Linked DNA regions of Mus musculus: region 1 is linked to region 2. A link is a contact called in public promoter capture Hi-C data. All regions are on one chromosome and are shown on one strand. Each heading gives the region's core, a stretch centred on a gene start, on an enhancer-like site or on the middle of the called end of the contact. The rest is flanking DNA. Distances are from core to core; before and after follow the strand shown.

What was found. Promoter capture Hi-C pulls out the DNA fragments that hold promoters and counts their contacts.
Region 1: a promoter capture Hi-C map of embryonic stem cells shows a contact between it and region 2. The contact joins the promoter of Ceacam10 here to the promoter of Zfp575 in region 2. A contact is called at or near these places in 2 of 39 promoter capture datasets (Sertoli cells and embryonic stem cells) and 2 of 9 other capture datasets (adipose tissue and pancreatic islet).

Annotation. Positions count from the first base shown.
Region 1 is chr7:24,775,771-24,781,749 of GRCm38.p6, forward strand. Ceacam10 (carcinoembryonic antigen-related cell adhesion molecule 10) reads left to right here and starts at 1,434. Exons shown (of 4, transcript NM_007675.4): 1 at 1,434-1,569; 2 at 2,356-2,715; 3 at 5,100-5,459. The coding sequence starts at 1,506.
Region 2 is chr7:24,585,880-24,592,168 of GRCm38.p6, forward strand. Zfp575 (zinc finger protein 575) reads right to left here and starts at 1,762. Exons shown (of 4, transcript NM_001033205.3): 1 at 1,572-1,762; 2 at 1,279-1,363; 3 at 775-938; 4 at 1-259. The coding sequence starts at 850. It also overlaps a transcript of Ethe1 not described here.

The DNA.
Region 1 (5,979 bases), core at 184-2,683, 190 kb after region 2:
GTTTTTGTTTTGTTTTTTAAAGATTTATTTATTATTATACTAAGTACACTGTAGCTGTCTTCAGGTGCACCAGAAGAGGGAGTCAGATCTCATTACGGATGGCTGTGAGCCACCATGTGGTTGCTGGGATTTGAACTCAGGACCTTTGTAAGAGTAGTCGGTGCTCTTAACCACTGAGCCATCTCTCCAGCCCGTGTTTCTTATTGTTACAATTCTAAAATATGCTATTGTTGGTGAGTGAAAGTGCTTTGCTTTAATATTTAGAAGTCAGAATAAAACAATTTTAGAGAAAGCACAGTTCTAGGATATTGCTGCCCCAGGAACAAGATGTCCAACTAAGTTACTAGACACATGGGAACGGGGGATCAACCTCATTAGTCACCGTGGAACTGCAGATCAAAAGGCAGCCAGTCTCACTTCATGACTATAATAGTCTCTAGCAAAAAGCTGAATGGATCCTCAAAGGATCTCCACATCTGGAGCCTTTCTTGCTTAGCTCCATCATGGAGCTGGGAGCCTGGTTACCAACCTTAGGGCAGCCCAGATGTGAGCTGCAGATCTCCTCGTGAACACCAGGGGAGCCACTGAACCATATACTCAACAGAAAAACTCCTGAGGGATGAACATGTCTTGCAGCCTGGTTTCCATCCCAGTTCTGACACACCTGGAGCCAGTTCCTTCACCTAACCATACTCTGTCCTCCTGGCTCTTTCCTGTATCTCTGAGAACTCCATTCTGCAAGAACAACCAATGTGGTCCCTTCCATCCTCCATCATCCATGGGAGAGATGGGAAATCCCAGGGCATTCACCAAGGAGAACAGAGCCATCCTGGGAAGGTTACGGAGGGCACGGGCAGACCTGAATCACATTTGGCCAGCACAGGAAGATGGGGAGGTCTCCCTGGCGCCCTCCATAGGAAGATGGAGCACACAGTCCTCTTTCCAGGACACACAGGTCACGTCCTCCTGCACACCCAGGATATGAAGCCCCTGAGACAACTTGTATCCTAGGATCAGACACATGACTGGTGCCATCAGTGACGATGGATCAGGTCCTACCCAGTCATCACTCAGCTAGGCCTTTCCCAACCCTCCAGATAACTCTGCCACTTCCTGCCTGGAGTAAACCCCACCTCTGTGAGCATTGAGAGCAGGGCACACAGGGCTCCCATGGGGGTTTGTGTCACTCTAGGCTATAGAAAGTACAGGAATTCCTGCTGCAGTTGACAGCCCCAAGGCCAGGGCACAGGGCACTCCTCAGCCTTGCTGCTCGGAGTATGTTCTAGAACACTGAACTGGAAAGAGGAATAGAAGGACGGGAGGCCCGCACTGACAGGAGAACAGCATTGTCAGACTCACAGGCTCCACCCCCAGCCCACGTGAATCTGGGAGGTGCCCTCCTCTGGGAGGAGAATCAACTCTGCTAAGAAGAGCAGGGCAGATACCTGGGCAGCCAGGCTTAGCAGTAGTGTTGGAGAAGAAGCTAGCAGGCAGGCAGCAGAGACATGGAGCTGGCCTCAGCACATCTCCACAAAGGGCAGGTTCCCTGGGTTGGACTACTGCTCACAGGTAAGGAGATATTCCTTCCCAGTAGAGAGCAGGGGAGCTCAGAGACTGGCTGGGGTCTTCTGGGAGAGGAAAGGAACCTGAGAAGGGACATCTGGCTTCTGCTTGAAGCCTGAGGGCAACAGGAAGCTCGGAGTATTTGTGAATGTGAATTGGCAAATGGTGAGGAGAAACTCAGTTCTTCCCTATTGTTAAGTTTATCGCGCTGGCTAGGATATCCTGAAGACTGAAGTCCACAACTCTGTCAGGGTGACTCTCCACGTATAAACCAAACTGGGGCAAATAAACAGCATCCATACTACACTGAGAAATTTGCAAATACACTAGGCTCTGGGACACTGATTTGTACACGGGTATGTGAGCGTGTTCCGGGTAGCAGGGACTAAGCCAAAATCCACCTAGCCTCACAAAACCTCACAAAGCCCTACTTCTACTGGGCAGAAAGACAGACCAGCAAGGATATCTAGGTGGGGTCAGGTTGGCAAGCACTTCAGAAAATACAAAGCAGAGAAAGACCAGAAAATAAAGGCACAGGGTCTTTATAGAAAGTCAGAAAATATAGCCCTACATCCAGCAAAGACTCTGAGTGTGAGCTGGGGTCTGAGGGCAGTGAGCGGTGAGCTGTGTGAATGCCTGAGAAGAGCGTTTCCTACAGTGGAAAGATGCAGCGTTGCTGAGGAATGGAGGTGATGAGGCTGGCTGCCACTCAATAGGACACGCACTCACAGCAAGGCTGAGAGGTTTTGCAAAGGTCCTAACATTGATAGGTCTTTCTCTCTTCCCTCTTAGCCTCACTTTTAACTTACTGGAGCCCTGCCACTACTGCCCAAGTCACCGTTGAGGCTGTGCCGCCCAACGTTACTGCAGACAACAATGTTCTTCTACTTGTTCACAATCTGCCGCAGACGCTCCGAGTCTTTTACTGGTACAAGGGAAACAGTGGGGCTGGACACAATGAAATTGGACGATTTGTAACATCCATTAATAGGAGTAAAATGGGGCTTGCACACAGCGGCAGAGAGACAATATATAGCAATGGATCCCTGTTCTTCCAAAGTGTCACCAAGAATGATGAGGGAGTCTACACATTATATATGCTAGATCAAAACTTTGAAATTACTCCGATTTCTGTGCGATTTCATGTACACCGTAAGTAATTCTCTGTAACCTCGGGGTCATGGGTAGAGCTAATCCTGCTTCCCACACAGCACTGACAAGCCTTGATGACTCAACTATGTCCCCTACATTGTGGTGGGAACATTTAGTTCGGGGCACACAGAGGGGAGAAATACAGCAATAAACCGAGATGCCTCACTTGGACTCACTCCTTCAGAAAAGAGATTGTGAGGTAACTCAGTGTGAGGATGTCAGACTCTGCACAGTAACTTAGGCTGCTTATCCTGAGCATGGCCTCGAGAAAGACCCTTCAGGGCTCAAGCAGGGCCTGCCTGAGGAAACCATGAGAATCTCACGGAGAGGTGAGCACCAGGAAACTGCTCCAGACCCAGCCTGGACTCCAGGAACCCTGGGAAGTTGTTAGCCTGGGTTGAGATTTGCCCTCTTGTTAGAGCTGACAGGGACAACGGTTGATTGTAGGCTGGTAGGCTGTTGACAGTCAGCCTAGACTAGAGCCATGTCTGAGGTAGGTCACCTGGGTATCTCCTCCTGAGACCCAGTGTGCGCTGTGTACATGGAGAGGTATGAAAGACAACTAGCCAACTGTTGTGATGTTCCTGTGAGACTTTCCAGGAAGGACAAGAGCCCTAAAATGATAGGAGAAAACCGTGTACAAATGGCAGCTCCTTGCTCTCCAGGGTGTCAGGCCCAGGGATTATTTCCTGCAGCAAATAGTAACAGACTCTGGTCTATGGAAGGTCAGATCATTGCTCCTTTTAAGGTTAACTTGCAGGCATGGCAATGATCATTTACCAACGTGCACTGTTATAGGAAAACTGGGGGTAGGAAATAGCTATTGAGTCATGGCTCCATATGCCTCGGAGTGTCTGTGGCACTAGCTTGTCTGTCCTCAGCCACACCCTGGGGACCTTATTAGCTATCCATGCATTGGAGAGGAGCAGTGGGTTCAGAGATGTTGGTTTCAGGCATGCACAGCCTGAGTGGAAGCCTGGTCCAGGAAATGAAAGTGTTGAGCAGAAGTCAGCTTTCCTCAACAGAAGCCAGGCCTGACCAGCCCACACTCTCTTCACTAGACTTGGAATCACAGGGTCCCAGGTATGCTGGTGTCCTTCCTAGCAGAGGATGAAGGAGAAGGCTTTGTTTTCTCCCACAAGAGCCTGCAACCAGCATGAGGAAGAGTGTATAATTAGCTCTTACTGTGATGGAGGAAGAGGGAAGGAATGAGCTGGAAGCCCCTTACTTACTGAGCCAGAGTCTCCTGACAGGGTCAGTGAGAATTAAATTAGGTATTGTAGGAGGGGGTCACAGCAAGACTGAGACTGTGTCAATATTATTGCAAGAAATCAGACATTTTTATACTCTTGTCAGAAAGAGAATATAATGGTGGTTACCAGGAAGAACACAATTGTAGTTGCCATGATAAAATGACAGTATTCGAGCTGGACAGGGTCCCCAAAGAATAATGTCCGAGACTAATTGTTCTGCCAAACTCTATTTGCTCTGCTGACTTCTAGAGAATGCAGAGATACAAAGATAGCTTAAATCTCCCCTGCCTGAGGGGGGCATCTAACTGAAAGGCATGAGGTGCCCCAGGAGCCATGGGCTCGAACCTGAAAACCTAGGTTAGGAACCTCTTAGGGCTGCTACACCAGGCTGAATGCAAGAGTCCCTGACACCCCCTTTTTGATTTTTTTTTTTTTTTTTAAGATTTATTTATTTACTATATGTAAGTACACTGTAGTTGTCTTCAGATACACCAGAAGAGGGCACCAGATCTCATTACGGGTGGTTGTGAGCCACCATGTGGTTGCTGGGATTTGAACTTCAGACCTTCGGAAGAGCAGTCGGGTGCCCTTACCCACTGAGCCATCTCACCAGCCCCCCCTTTTTGATTTTTAATTTCAGAGTATGCAAGTCAATCTTTAAAGTAGATATGAAGAACCGAATTAATATTAAGGCTATAATGCTTCCCAATGTGACAACAACAACAACAAATTCCCAGAGACATTCTTATGGACCGAAGTTTAATTATAGACAGAAAAAGAATGAGCAAACATCTTTGCTAGGTTTTATATGCCCTGAGGAGAACCACAAACGTATCTTTAGGTCCAGAGAATTTCTGAATCTGATTTGATGTAACATCTCTCCAGTGGACCATGGCTTTAGAGGAGGAGGTCAGAGAAGATAAGACTCTGAGTGTGAGCTGGGATCTGAGGGCAGTGAGCAGTGAGCTGTGTGAATGCCCGAGAAGAGCATTTCGTACAGTGGAAAGCTGTAGCATTGCTGAGGAGTGGAGGTGGTACTGCTGGCTGCCACCCAATAGGACACAGGCACAGCAAGGCTGAGAGGTTTTGCAAAGGTCCTAAGATTGATAGATCTTTCTCTCTTCCTCTTAGCCTCACTTTTACCCTCCTTGAGCCCTCCCACCACTGGCCAAGTCACCGTTGAGGCTGTGCGGCCCAACGTTGCCGAAGGGGAAAACGTTCTTCTACTTGTTCACAATCTGCCACGGACGCTCCGAGCAATTTACTGGTACAGGGGAACCACTGCGGGTGAAAGAAATGAAATTGCACGATTTATAACAGCCTCCAATAAGATTATATTGGGGCCTGCACACAGCGACAGAGAGATCATATACAACAATGGATCCCTGTTCTTCCAAGGTGTCACCAAGAATGATGAGGGAGCCTACGCACTAGATATGCTATTTCAAAACTTCGATCATACCCTAATGCCTGTGCAATTTAATGTTCACGGTAAGTAATTCTCTTTAACCTCTGCGTCGTGGGTAGAGCTAATCCTACTTTACAAATTTACAATTTTTAGGTACATAATTTAGAAGGTAATATTCTATGAGGAGTAGCCATACTACCCTTCTCCCTTTCCTTTGTTTTAAAATAATGTTGAAATTGTCCATTGGCTCTGTCAACAAATGATTTGCCCTGAGTTTTCTATGGTATGCCTCTGATATGGGTTATATCAAACTTTTGGCAAAATTCTGTAAAATACTTAGAATTGTACACAATGGCATTGCCCATTTTTAATATTTTACAGATGCCTAAAAGAGCAAATCCTTAGAATAAAAACGAGTTGGCATCCTTAACTGCTTCTCCAGATAGGGGGACAGTAGCAATAAGCAAAGAGGAAGTGTATCCAGAATGACACGAACATATTTTAATTTCCTAAATCTGGGGACATAAGTAGTGTCCATGTGACAGATATGACTTGGCAAAAATCCTCCAGGAGTCATGGCATAAGAGAGTAGAGGTTGGTATT
Region 2 (6,289 bases), core at 512-3,011:
GGGCGAGCTCCGCTGTGCGTGAGGCGGTGCGCAGCCAGCTTGGACGGGTAGGAGAAGGCCTTGGGACAGTCGGGGCACGGGTGCGGGCGGGTGCCGCCGTGCGCTAGCCGGTGCGTGGCCAGCTTGGATGGGTACGAGAAGGCCTTGGGGCAATCCGGGCAGCGGTGCGGGCGCTGGGGAGGGGGCCGCCGGCGGGGCCGGGAGGGCACGCTCCCAGAGGCAGCGGGCTGGTTGGGCCTCGGCAGGTCCTGGTGTGGGGCTGGGGGACAGGAGAACTGGTGGGCTTCTAGAAACAGGCACACCCTGGGTCCAGGCCAGGCTCCACCTCCCAACACTCTGTATAAAGCAGGGCCTCACCATGTAACCTTGGCTGGCCTGGAACACTCTCTGTAGACCAATTGGCCCCAAACTCACAGGGATTCCCTCTGCCTCTACCTCCTGAGCGCTGGAACTAAAGGTGTGCGCCACCACGTCGGGCCCTGTCATCTCTTAATACTAGAGGGGTATCTCAAAGTGTCCGAGGAGGCAAGTGTCACACTGGTGTCCCACTCGAGGACATTTCTGCTTGCCCTCTGACCCCACGTCCTATGAGCGCCTCAAAGAGTTGCCAAGCCAGTGCCGAAAGCTTCTAAAGTGTCCATTTCCAACACTACCCATAATCCCCCACAATCTGCTAAGGGTAGTGGTGGTGGTGGCCCCAATGGTCATTACGTTGGTTCTCCTGGGCTGTCACTCCTGGGGAATGATCCCTATGAGAACCTGGGCTGCTCTCACCTTTGGTCTCCGGGTCCTGACAGGTGGGACTAGGTTCCGAGGCCCTGACCTCGGACTTCACGCTTCCACCCAGCATCTTGCTGGCAGAGGGACCAAGGGGCAGCTGGGCAAGGGGCGAGGATGGCGCCAGTGGTTAACAAGTTCATGGAGACAGGGGTGCGGGCCTAAAATCAAAAGGCCAGTCTGTTTAGAACCAGGCTGTTGGTTAAGTCTAGTCCTAACTCAAGAGCAGAAGGCTGGAAGGTGGAGCCTAAGTACACACTAGGAGGGGATATGAAAATAAAACCAAGAGATAATCTTTTCACTGGGTGGGGTGGGGCTATCTCAGAGTGGGCGGGACCGCTAAATCTGGAGTGGGCGGGGCTATACAAAAAGAGCAGTCAGTGGCCCGGCCACCCAAGCCCAGGGGCTGGTCTTTGAGCGCAGTGGGTGTGCCCTTGGCCACCCTGTCCCAGAAGCGCTTTGGGTACAGTGGAAGGGATTCTAGTAGAAAGGGGGGCTTACCCTGTCTTTAGTCTCAGCCTACTGATGCTGTGTCGCTAAATCGCATCTCTGGCATAGAACTGGGGACTCAGAGAATTAGGGAAACCTGGAGAAAAAGACGAAAGGAAGGTGTGGCTTATAGAACCACCTAGAGACCCAGAATATAGACTTTCATGGAGGGAGTCCCAAACGTCTGGCATCGCATGCACTCCTCAAAAACCAGAGCACCGAGATCCATATCTACCCTTCGCGGAGAGATCCTAGCGGCCAGCCCCCAATCCATCTCCAGGAGACCAGGACCCAGCCCTTCTCACCTGCAGGGCGGTCCCTCCCCGGGGGTGGGGCTCCGGAACCCTCCCGTCTCAATTAAGCCTCGTGAGCTACCTTGTAGCCCTCGGACCTGCACCTCCCAGCGGGCGCTGGGACGCCGTTGGAGGAGAGAAGAGCGGGAAGGAGATTGCCGAGCCGTAGGGCCCAGCTTCACTTCCATCCCCTCCTCCCATCCGGGGCTGGAGGGGGCGTCGGCACGCATGCGCACTCTCGGCCAGCAAGAGGCTGCAGAGGGGGAAGATGTGATGGAAGGAGGGAATGACTGAACCACCCAGCTGGCAAGTTAGTGAGCAAGCGCGAAGCTATCCGCCTAAGGATCCTAGCTAGGAAAGTGCACATCTGTAAGGATGTGGTTAATCCCTCCTGTTTTCTCCTTCCTGTGATAGGGTCTCAAGTAGCCCAGGCTAGCATCAAACTCCCTACATAGCCGAGAATAGCCATGAACTGGTAGTCCTCATGTCTTCACCTCCCAAGTGCCTTGCTAAGACAGACTGCACAGGCCCGCTCCCCCACCCCTTCCCCACATTCCCACTCCGGTTTCTTTTTGTTACTGCCCCTGTTATTTTCTTTCAAATGTTAATTACATTTAGTTACTTGTTTGTCATTGTGGATGTGTTTGAGTGTGGTGGTCAGAGGACAACTTGTGGACTCTTGTGGACTCTTGTGGACTCAGTTCTCACTTTCCACCTTGTGGGTCCCAGGAATCGAACTCAGATCTTCACGCTTGGCTGCAGCTGCCTTTAACCACTGAGGTGTCTCTTTGGCCTTGCATTGAGAATTCCATGTATAGTCTGAATTCAGCCTTTGGGAGCCGTTCAAAAAGCTCAGGTCGATTCGATTCTATTCCTCCAAGCCTTTACAGAAAGTTTGGCTATTTCTTCAGAAAGGGCAAGGGGCAGTACTCAGTTGACCCCCCGAAGGCACTTGCATAGTACTTTAGGCACCCTTCACCGACATTTACCACGCCTAGCACCCCGTGCTACCTACTGCCCCTCCCTAGGTGGCCTAGGAGTGCCAGGCCAAGGGTGACATTGAGTGCTTGGCCTACTTCCAGGCAGCGACAGTACAACTTCCTGCCCAGCGCTAGTATGCCTGTGATGTGCTCATAAAAGTCCTCCGCACTCAGCCGGATAATCCATGACGTCTGGTCAACCCTGGGAGTCACGGGAGTTATTTGGTGGGGCTGAGTAACTGGTTTGCGCTGGACTCTGCCAATTTCTAGTCGTGTGACGATGAAGAAGTCACCTTACAGTTATGGGCCTCAGTGTCTTATATTATATAAGTATATTAGAGAACCAATGGAAACCGGCTTAAACATTGCTATTGTTCAGGCAGTGTTGCTTTTTTTTTTTTGACACAGGGTCTTGCTACATAGCTCTGGCTATAGAGCAGGCTGGCCTCCAAGACACAGAGGTCTGCCTGCCTCTGCCTCTGCCTCCCCAGTGCTTGAATCAGTGGTATGCACCACCAAGCCCTGCTCCAGCTAGTGCTGTTAAGCACTGAGTCTCTCTCTCAAGTTCCTTTATGAATATTTTAAAAATTACACCGTGAGTGTGGTGGCGCACGCCTTTAATCCCAGCACTCATGGGGCAGAGGCAGGCAGATCTCTGAGTTTGAGGCCAGACTGATCTACAGAGGGAGTCTCAGAATAGCCAGGGCTACACAGAGAAACCCTGTCTCAGAGAACCAATACACACACACACACACACACACACACACACACACATATATATATATATATATATATATATATATATATATATATATACATTTGTTATTTATATGTGTGTGTGTTTGTTGTGCATCTGTGGTATCCATATTCAGAGGTAAGAGGACAACTTGTGGAGGTTGCCTCCCGTTGGTGGGTCCTGGGAATTGAACTCAGGTCTTCAGACTTGGATGCAAGCCTTACCTACAGAGGCATCTTGCAGGCACAATATTTTGTTTTTACTGTGCATTAAATTAAGCCAAATGGGGTTAAATTGTCCTGGAAACAGCAGGTGAGCAGACCTAAAGAAGGGAAGGACCACACTGTCTACAGAGGATCTCCCCACCAGCCGTTCCCTTCCCGAGAGTCTGGCTAGCCTTGTGTTTCTTGTGCATGCTGTGGCCAGTCCTACCTCAGGGCCTTTGCACTCTCTGTTCTTGCTTCCCCCAGGAGCCTTCATTCACTTCTTTGCTTACCTGATTCCCTTTGCAAAATCTCAGGTCAGAGGTCGCTATGGCAGGAGGCTTCTCTGGCATCTCTCCCCTCTACTCTTCTCTCTTTTCTCTCTGCTCTTCCCACTGCACATCTGTCTTCTAGAATGTTCTTTGTTTACATGGACAGCTTACTAATTGTCTCCAGGGGTGGAGTACCTGCCTAGAATCCCCCAATGAGGGACTGGGGGTGGGGTGGGGCGTTGTAGATTAGGTAGAGCTTAGCAGAGCATGTATCTGGAGTGTGACAGGCCAGGGATTCCCTATAGGGACATGGCCTGAAAGCCTTGCTAAAACACTAGGGAAGGGAGGTACCACAAATATGGTTGACTCTTTAGCTCTGCCTGAGTCCTTGTTTCTCTCTCTCTCTCTCTCTCTCTCTCTCTCTCTCTCTCTCTCCCTCTCTCTTTCTCTCTCTCTTTCTCTCTCTCTCTCCAACCCCCCCCCCCGACTTCCATAAACCTAGTATCTCCTGATTGTACCCACTGTTCCTCTCTGCAGTGGGCCTGGTGACTCTCCTCTGGGTCCTGGTTGCTTCAAGCATGGGCCTGGCAAGCAAGGGACTTCCTGAGCTCGCGGAAGGATGAGCAGCACACTCTCCTCTTTCTCTTGGGCCATGTCTTCTTCCTCTCTCTTTCTCCGGATTATTTCCCTCTCTACTTCCCTGTGTTTATCCATCTCTTCCAATCTTCTGCATCGAGTTTGTTACATCTCTGCGAGAGTTTCACTCTGCAACACAGGCTGGCCTCAAAATCCTGGCAGAGCTGGGCATGGTGGCCCATGTCTTTAATCCTAGAACTCGGGAAGCAGAGTTAAGTAAATTTCTGTGAGTTTGAGAATCTTGTCTACATAGCAAGTTCCAGGACAGCCAGAACTACTCAGAGAACTGTCTCAAAAAACAAAACAAAACAAAAGAAAACAAAACAAAACAAAAGAAAAAACAGACAAGCAACAATAACAAACTTTTACATCAGTCAACCACACCTGGATTCTCAGACTTTGCAGTCAAGTGAAACTGTGTGTCTCTGTTTCATTGTTAGAAGTGCCATGACTGTCCCTCTGTTCTTTCACGTGTCTCTTTGTAGCCATCTGGCTTCCTTCTTCCTATCCCACTCAAGTTTCGAATATACTTCTATCTCTGAATGGCTCTCTGGGCCTCTTTCATGGTGAAGACCACGAGGGATGCTGAGGACTTCAGAAATAGTGGTGTGTGCGTGGGTGGGTGTGCATTCATGAGAGAGAGAGTGAGTGTGTATATGTGTGTATGAGCATGGTGTATGAGTGTGCATGTGTGAGAGACTGTGTGAGTGTGTGTGTGTGCATGCATGCACTAAGCCAAAAGTATGGATGCCAGGAGACAGCAGTGAGATGATCCTCACCTTCTGCTTCGTGGGTCCTCAGCACTGAACTCAGGCCGTCCAGCTCCGAGGCAAGGCCTTTACTGTTGAGCTACTACAAGGTTCCAACCTTGCGTTTAATTGACTTGAAGCTTGGGAGAGAAAGACCACAATGGGATCTCTGGCTAGTTCCCCAGAGGGAGATGGAGGTCTTGTCTTGGAAAGTGTGGCCTTTATGTAACTTTTTCTTTCGTGAAACAGTTCAGGGTCAAAGCAAAGGAGGCTATGGAAAGAGTTTAACAGTGTGAGTCCAAAAGAAACAAATGACTGTCTGGTGCCTAGTGGCCTAGCAAACAAAAGCTGGCTAGCAGGCTCCTCAGTATCACAAGTACCTGGGGCTCCTCTCAGCTCTTCTCACCCTGCCCCTACCCTAAACGTCTCTAGTTCACAGTCTTCCCACTTTGCCCCACTCTTCGTCTTCCTCGCTAGCTAACAGCCCCAACTCCCACGGTGGGTCCACTCTGCTGGCCGTGTTCAGTCCCTTTTATGAACTCTTGCAGATGTCTCTGGCTGTTCTCTCCCTCATATCTACAATAAAAACCTTCCCCACAGCCATGCCTCAGAGCGGTCATGTTTATAGAACAGGTCTTGCTGTGAGGCACCCAGGTAGGGTTTGCATGGTGAGAGTTCCAGGGTTCAGAGAAAGATGCACTGTGGCGGCTGGACTCGGAACCTCAGCCCCATGATTAAGCCCCGTGGCTGCTTCTCTATGACAACCTGCACTGCGACTTGGTCCACTGGAATAGAGAGTTTGGGTTTCGTGTCTCTGTGCTGGGAATGTGAACCAGGGCTTTGTGCATGTTACACAAGGGCTCTGTGGCTAAGCCACACCCTTCACCCTTAGCCTAGGAGTGTCCCCACTATCGATAGGATTCCAGGAGTGAAATGTTTGATAGCCTGTGTGCTAAGATAACGTAATTTACCAGATCTGACATTCTTTGTTTTTGAGACAGTTTGGTGGATAGGAGTGCTGGCTAGTTTTATGCCAACTTGACACAATCTAGAGTCATCAAAGAGGAGGGAGATGCCTCCAGAAGATGGAGCTGTAGGCTAGCCTGAAGGATATCTTTGTTTAATTTCATGTGCTTTGCTGTTTTGCCCGCATG